Linked DNA regions of Acanthopagrus latus: region 2 is linked to region 1. A link is a contact called in public Hi-C data. All regions are on one chromosome and are shown on one strand. Each heading gives the region's core, a stretch centred on a gene start, on an enhancer-like site or on the middle of the called end of the contact. The rest is flanking DNA. Distances are from core to core; before and after follow the strand shown. Region 1 holds the start of hacd4 (very-long-chain (3R)-3-hydroxyacyl-CoA dehydratase 4). Region 2 holds the start of LOC119027796 (histone H2A.Z).

What was found. A called contact is a pair of places that touch in the nucleus more often than the background predicts.
Region 2: a Hi-C map of muscle shows a contact between it and region 1, with 5 times the contacts expected there. The contact joins the promoter of LOC119027796 here to the promoter of hacd4 in region 1. A contact is called at or near these places in 2 of 4 Hi-C or Micro-C datasets (liver and muscle).

What each region holds. Positions count from the first base shown.
Region 1 is chr10:12,212,865-12,216,432 of fAcaLat1.1, forward strand. hacd4 (very-long-chain (3R)-3-hydroxyacyl-CoA dehydratase 4) reads left to right here and starts at 1,494. Exons shown (of 7, transcript XM_037112403.1): 1 at 1,494-1,745; 2 at 2,385-2,491; 3 at 2,955-3,082; 4 at 3,211-3,320. The coding sequence starts at 1,678.
Region 2 is chr10:12,342,800-12,346,133 of fAcaLat1.1, forward strand. It overlaps LOC119027796 (histone H2A.Z), which reads right to left and starts at 2,062. Exons shown (of 5, transcript XM_037113247.1): 1 at 1,906-2,062; 2 at 1,520-1,597; 3 at 1,243-1,356; 4 at 1,012-1,141; 5 at 433-741. The coding sequence starts at 1,908. The coding sequence ends at 680.

The DNA of each region.
Region 1 (3,568 bases), core at 244-2,743:
GTCCAGCACCTTTAAACTACTAACACATGATCCACATTCTTCTATAGGCAAATAAAATACGGCCAATAAAAAAAAAAAAAAAAAAACTGATTCATAAATGTAGATTCCTGATGAATTGTAACATAGAGCCCCTTTAAAGGACCTAGTAAGCCAAGCGAACACGCAAACTGGAATGTCAAAATGACAGTTTGTGGTTTCAGAGGGAGGTAAATGCTGGAATGCTTGTTGGGGAACCACAGTCAGGTGCAGCTTCCTGGAGTTACCACAGTGCTGCAGCAGCACATTCGCACAAGAAAAAAGAAGAAAGTAGGAAGAAAGTCTGGAGCAACAGTTTACAAACTCCTCACTGAGTTTTATGAGCGTCACTAAAATCATGCTGTATTCTAACTGAACTGCTTCTGCGCTGTTGTGTGTCTCATTCAGTCTGGATGTTTATGCTGAATGTGTTATCTGCAGAGGGAATTCATTATTTCCACCACTAGAGAGCAGTGCATACCATTTTATGGAGAGCAACATCTGCAGTGGTGGAATGTAACTGAGTAGATTTACTCCAGAGCAATTTTGAGATACTTGTATTTCCAATTTCTGCTCCTTTAACACTTCCACTCCATTTAGGTAAATGTCATACCTTTGACTCTACTACATTATTTGATAATTTTACAATTTTCTTCAAATGCACAGAGTCAAACCAACAATGAGCTGATCTTATCAACAAGCACTTTGTGTATCAGCACCTGCTTAGCTTCATCCTCTGTTCCACATAGATCTACTGTTGTCCAAACCCGTTTCAACATTATAAGTGTGATGCCACTGTACATTTTTAAAGAGACCTCGGGTATCTCCAGCCGTTTTTGTTGCTGCTAAAATGCATATTTTATGTCAGACACAATGTTTTCAGAACCAGGTGGTTTTTATGGGTGAACCCTAACTGGAGCATAAGCACTCTGTTAGAAAAAAATCAGTAAATTCGACCGAAAGAAAACTTGAAACATCAGGAAATGTAAAGTTTAAAATATCCATGATTTATTGTAATGTTCATTGCCAGTGTTTTGTTCTGGCAATAAACACCAAATAAATCTTAACCCGCTGCTGAAAATAGTCCCAGTGTTGTTGCTTTGCTATTTTCATGGGATTTGATGACAAAATGTAGAATATCATCATTTTTTTTTTTTTAGAATAAACAAGCTTGTTGTTGTCCTGATTTTAATGTTAATAAGATTTCAAAGCTGTTTTGTGAGTGTTAGTGTCAGTGTTATAGCTTATAGCTTGTGTGTGTGTGTGTGTGTGTGTGTGTGTGTGTGTGTGTGTGTGTGTGTGTGTGTGTGTGTGTGTGTGTGTGTGTGTGTGTGTGTGTGTGTGTGTGTGTGTGGCTCATTGTTCTCCTGCTGCTCCTCTCTCTCCTGAGTCTGCGTCTATAGTTTTTCACTTTTTCCTTCAGGGGGCTGGGACTATCTGACGTCACACTCACAGTAAGAATGGTAAGAATCAGCTTGAGGAAGCAGAAGGAAACCCTCATATTGCTTCATTTTTCTCTGCCTCCGCTTGTGAAGGACGATGAAGTAAGAGGCGGGGTTTTTTTTTGTTTTTTTTTTCCAGTTTACTGGGAGAAAAACTGCTTCAAGGAGCCACAAACTGCACCTGGAGAATAATGATTCTCCTCAAAGTCAGACAGGGATTATGAGCAGCTCATTTTTTTTGTACCTGCAACACAAGGACCAGAAGGAGACTTCATGGGGAGAATGTGAGTGAGTGTTGTGGGAATCGGACAGCGGTGTTCTCGCGGTGGGAGGAATGTTCTGTATCTGCAGGGTGTGTTGAGGAATGTCAGGCTGATCACAGACAGAGCTTCTTTTACTGTCAACTCTCTAAGATTAACTCCTGTAAACAGGGATTAGTTCTTATTTTGAAGGTTTTATATCCAGCATGAGCCCACAGATCATATGCAAAGAGTTTAAAACTACCTGGGGAGGATTTTTCTGTCTGCAGTCAGCCATTCCATTCTTCTATCTGTGCTGATGCCGTGTGCAATGACGGGTTATTTTCCTCTGTGTTAGGAAAGATTCAGGAAATCTTTACCATAACCTTTTTTATACATTGTAAATTTCTTGCTAATTAAACTTTAACGACGCCTTGTCGTTTGGTGTGTAAGAATGGATTTGGCACAGCTGCTCCGGTGTTGTTAGCGCCGCTGGTTCAGGCATGTGCGAGCTGACCAATCAGAGCAGACTGGGCAGGTCTTCAAGAGGCAGGAGCTAAGATAGAGGGTGAATACAGAGCTGCAGCACTGGACAGGATGAGAAAACAATTGTGTTTTTTGAACATTAAAGCCTGTAAACCTGAAACCAAAAATGAAACCTTTTTTTTTTTTTTTTTTTCTCTTACAGGCTCAGCTTCAGGCTCGCCTATATTTTCTCTTACAACCTGTTCCAGTTCTGTGGACACACGTGGATACTGGCCAACAGCATAGCCAGGTTCCTCACATTTGGTCGAGGTAAGATTTGCCAACACAGAACATTCAGCACCAGCAGAAGACACAAGGATGCATATGTACAACACTAGAAGCTTTTTAAGCTCGGTATGAGAGGCCCATTTTAAGGAACACTTCACCCTAAAAAGAACATTTTGTCATTGTCGTGGTCTGTCCGGAGACTTGGATTACAGCATGTGGAGCCAAATAGTTGTTTTTTCCATTTTAAATAAAGTCCCCAGCCACTTCAGTCGTTTAAGAGGATGCTGCAACGTTGTTTTGCTGTAAAGCTCCGGAAATGTTTTGTGGACTGCGAAACTCCCCCCTACCGACTTTCCTTCAGCATGCGGAGAGGAGATGATTTTCATTTTAGGTTGAACTGTTCCTTTAAATCATGATTGATTTTAGCTCAGAAGGACAGGACCACGATAAGTCTCTACCAGTCGGCACAAGTTCGCGTGATTAAGTATGATTTTTCACTTTGCAGATGCCTTAGCGGACACATTTTACTCCGTCGGCTTTGTGATGAGTCTGTGCCAGCTGCTCTCCATCTTGGAGCTCTTCCACATCGCAGACAGGATTGAGAAAGCCAGACTCCTTCCTCGCTTCATCCAAGTGTGTAGCACAGCTCCACCTCTGACTGGAATTCAGTAATTAATCATGCGGATCCTGTACAATGTATGAAATATGTAATCAAGAGCTCTTTAGCCTTGGTGAACAGTGCATGTTCTCTTGTTCTTCAGGTTCTGGAGAAGAACCTGCTGCTGATCATGATCATCATGCTGGAGGAGATCCAGAGTAAACCAGTCGTGTGTGCTCAGTTCTTCTTGTGGAACGTAATGGACCTCCTACGGTATTTCACCAATATTAAATCAATACTGTATGGCTTGTTTTTGCCTCACTGGCAGTGGGGCCAAGGGATAACAGCACAAGTCAGTCGAGGTGTCTGTTATCTGTTAGTGTGGTCTAACCCTGACATTTACTGCTGTGAATATTCATGATCCTCAGATGATAAATCTACGTAGTTAAGACTTCCTAGCTGGCCCCATCAGATTAAAGATATAACAGGCAACATTTCCTGGTTAAAATGTCCTAAAATCG
Region 2 (3,334 bases), core at 812-3,311, 130 kb after region 1:
ACTGAATTTTCATCAGCATGAGGGGGAAATCCATTCCCATTTGAGTTAACTTTCCTCTCAAACCATTTCAGCTTGAAACTGGAAACAGTCAAACTGCCTTCATGCAATAAGCCAGTCATACACAATGTGCAAAAATGTTCTGACAGTACCAGTTCAGTTTTATTCAGCAATCCAAAAATTACTACAGGGTCCTCCCCAGTGTGTCAGTCCAGTAAACTCAAACATGCTTTGCAAGTCATGCAACTACATGAGACTGAAACTGATGGCTTACTGAAGCTGCTTTTAAGCATGCCACAACTCTTTCCACATGCAGACTGTGGCTGTCCTTGGCTTTTTAGTGACAACAAAATCCAAATCACAGTTGCATCACCTACACCGGAGAAACTGGATATCTAGTGCGGAACAGAAACAAGCCCATGATGAAGCAAGAACTGAAAGAAGAAACTGCAAATGCCCATTGAGAGCTTTATTAAAACACCACTTTGAACATGGGAACGCCACAAAAGCAAGTTTCAACACAAAAACCGCAGCACCAGAAAAATAAGGAAAAACACAAGAAATGAGCTTCTCTGAAGCCACTTTTAAAAAATACCCCAGGTGAGTAACTGCAAGCTCAATACAAAGGTGTTCTAATCTAAGACATTTAACCACATGATGCAGACTTCCAGAGCACTTCAGGTTATACAGTCTTCTGCTGGCCCTTCTTTCCAATCAGAGACTTGTGGATGTGCGGGATCACACCTGGGAAAAAACAAAACATAACAATGGTTGAGCCATTAATGGCCTCGAAGTCGAGCAGACACACAAGTTGAATGATTTGATGTAAAATTAAATTATCTGGAATGGAAAGGGAATTTCCCACCATTCCTCTTTTTCTATTAACAAAAAAACATTGTGTTAATTGATTAGGGAAAAAAGTCCATTTAAAATGTCAAGCTGATCAAAGATCAAGGCCAAACAACAACAACACTCACTTCTAAAATGCTAAAAGGGTGAAAAGTGTTCCCTTACCTCCTCCAGCAATAGTGGCTTTGATAAGTGAATCCAGCTCTTCATCTCCTCTAATGGCCAGCTGCAAGTGGCGTGGAGTAATACGTTTCACTTTAAGATCCTTTGATGCGTTTCCTGCCAGCTCCAGAACCTGCGAAAAAAAAAAGCCCAGCTTTAGATAGTTACAGACCGAGGTGACAGCAGCTCTGCAGGGCCGATGTGTGGATGAGGTGCAAGATAGAAGGACGTTACCTCGGCCGTGAGGTATTCAAGAATAGCCGCGCTGTACACCGCTGCAGTGGCTCCCACTCTGCCGTGGCTGGTGGTTCTGGACTTAAGGTGTCTGTGAATACGACCCACTGGGAACTGCAGCAATAAAACACGACGGGTTTTAGCGCAGACAAATAAATGGCTCAGTGGCCTGACAGTGAGAGACAGCCACCAGCTGGGTAACCTCTGCGACGTCTGATTGTCAACGTTAGCTTGTGTTAGCACGGTCGAGGAAATGAATGAGTTTCAGTGGACAAACCTGCAGTCCGGCTCTCTGCGAGCGCGAAATAGCTTTCGTCTTGGTCTTCCCGGAGTCTTTACCTGCCTTACCACCAGCCTGGAAAAACGCGGAAAATGTTCAGTTTACAGCCACAAAATCCAGTATTCCTGTGAGGTAACAGTGACTACGAGTGGCCAGTTTTACCGCCCTCTTAGCAGTCTGTGGCCACACTATTGCTTCCTTAATGCAACCAATAACGGCAACTCAGCTAGCCCGCTAAGCTACTACAACAGCTAACGCTAGCGGCTACCAGTTAGCTATCCACCGAAATGAACCGGCGGCTATTGAACATTTATTGCCAGAAAACCACCAGCAAAGACAGCTTATCGTTCAGATAGGTCGCAAAGACGACTTAAAATACTTACCATATTTAAAATGTACAAATAATTTCTGCCGCTGTGGCACAATATCTAGGTTTTTCTTATCGACAACCGATTGTTGGTTTGAACTACAACCCCCCGCCTCCGATAGTACCTTATATAAAGCCAATCTTTATCCGGGTAACTAAAGGGAGACAACCAGCCAATCATATTTCGCTATGCGTTTCCTGCCGCGGCGTTCAGCCAATGAACAAGAACACACCTCACTTTGCGGGAAAGATGGTACATTTCCAAAGTAATGATGGGTAATGTAGTTCTAAGATTTAGGCAGTCTATTCCCATTGTGTGTTTCATTTTCAAGGGAACAAGTTAGTATTAATACAGAAAACATTTTTCTTTCAGAGGTTGTCTAGTCAGTCTTGAGACCAAAGAAAATACACTGAGTCTGACATCATATATCAACTTGCCTCATCGAGTCAAGGCAAAATTTGTTCGGACAAACTTTATCGTTGTATGAACAGGAAAAACGCTCACTGATATAATATTCATGACAGTCGCCCCTGAACATATGGTCCATTTCATACACAACATTCTGTCCAATAATGAAAATACAATCTAAAAAAGCTACACAAGAGGAAAGCAACAACTCCGCAAAATCAGCAGCAGTAGGCTAACTCTTTTGCAAAAGTAGCTATCTTTATATATATATATATAATTAAAATCAACATTCTTTGCAATGCATTTGACAAACATGTGTTTTAGTGAAAACGTAACATCATAATTTGTTGCTGTCACAATGTGGTTTACAGTAACAGGTTATTCTCGTGATGTAGTTTCATACATGGCCACATGAGGGCAGTAAGTGCTTATGATTTTAATGCATTCCCAGAACAGCCATCAACTCCTGCCCACTTCACTGTACTAACTATACTATACAAGTTAAAGAGGCAGATGTCATGTCAAGTTGTAGATTCAGACACTGTCACAAATCTGGTTTAATTAAAGATGCAGCGTGTAGGATTTAATATAAAGAGTCTGTAGTGTTTACAATAAAGGCCCCTTATCGGTGTGCCCATGACCAGTCTTTGCAATTTTGCACCTGAATAAAAAAGTCAGATGAACAATGATCCTCTTGTTGTAAAGCCAAACAATCTATTCTTATTTCCAGAGCTGCAGGGCTGGACTATCACTTCCTCTGACCCTTTGGGGGGCCCCTGATAAACTCCAACGTTGCAAAGAGCTGTGTAGTTTACAGTTGGAATGCTCCTTTAATAGAAACTCTGCACTTTCTTCATCTATTGCTTCCACTACAACTGGATTGTTTTGTTTATATTATTCTTTTTTCATCAGTGAATGAATGGAAATCTAATTATGCTGATTTTGGTACATGCGAAATGCCTGGTCTTTGTTTTCCAGCCTACCAGGGACCCCACTATTTGAGCCATCATTTGATCTAACATTTGAATGTCAGCTT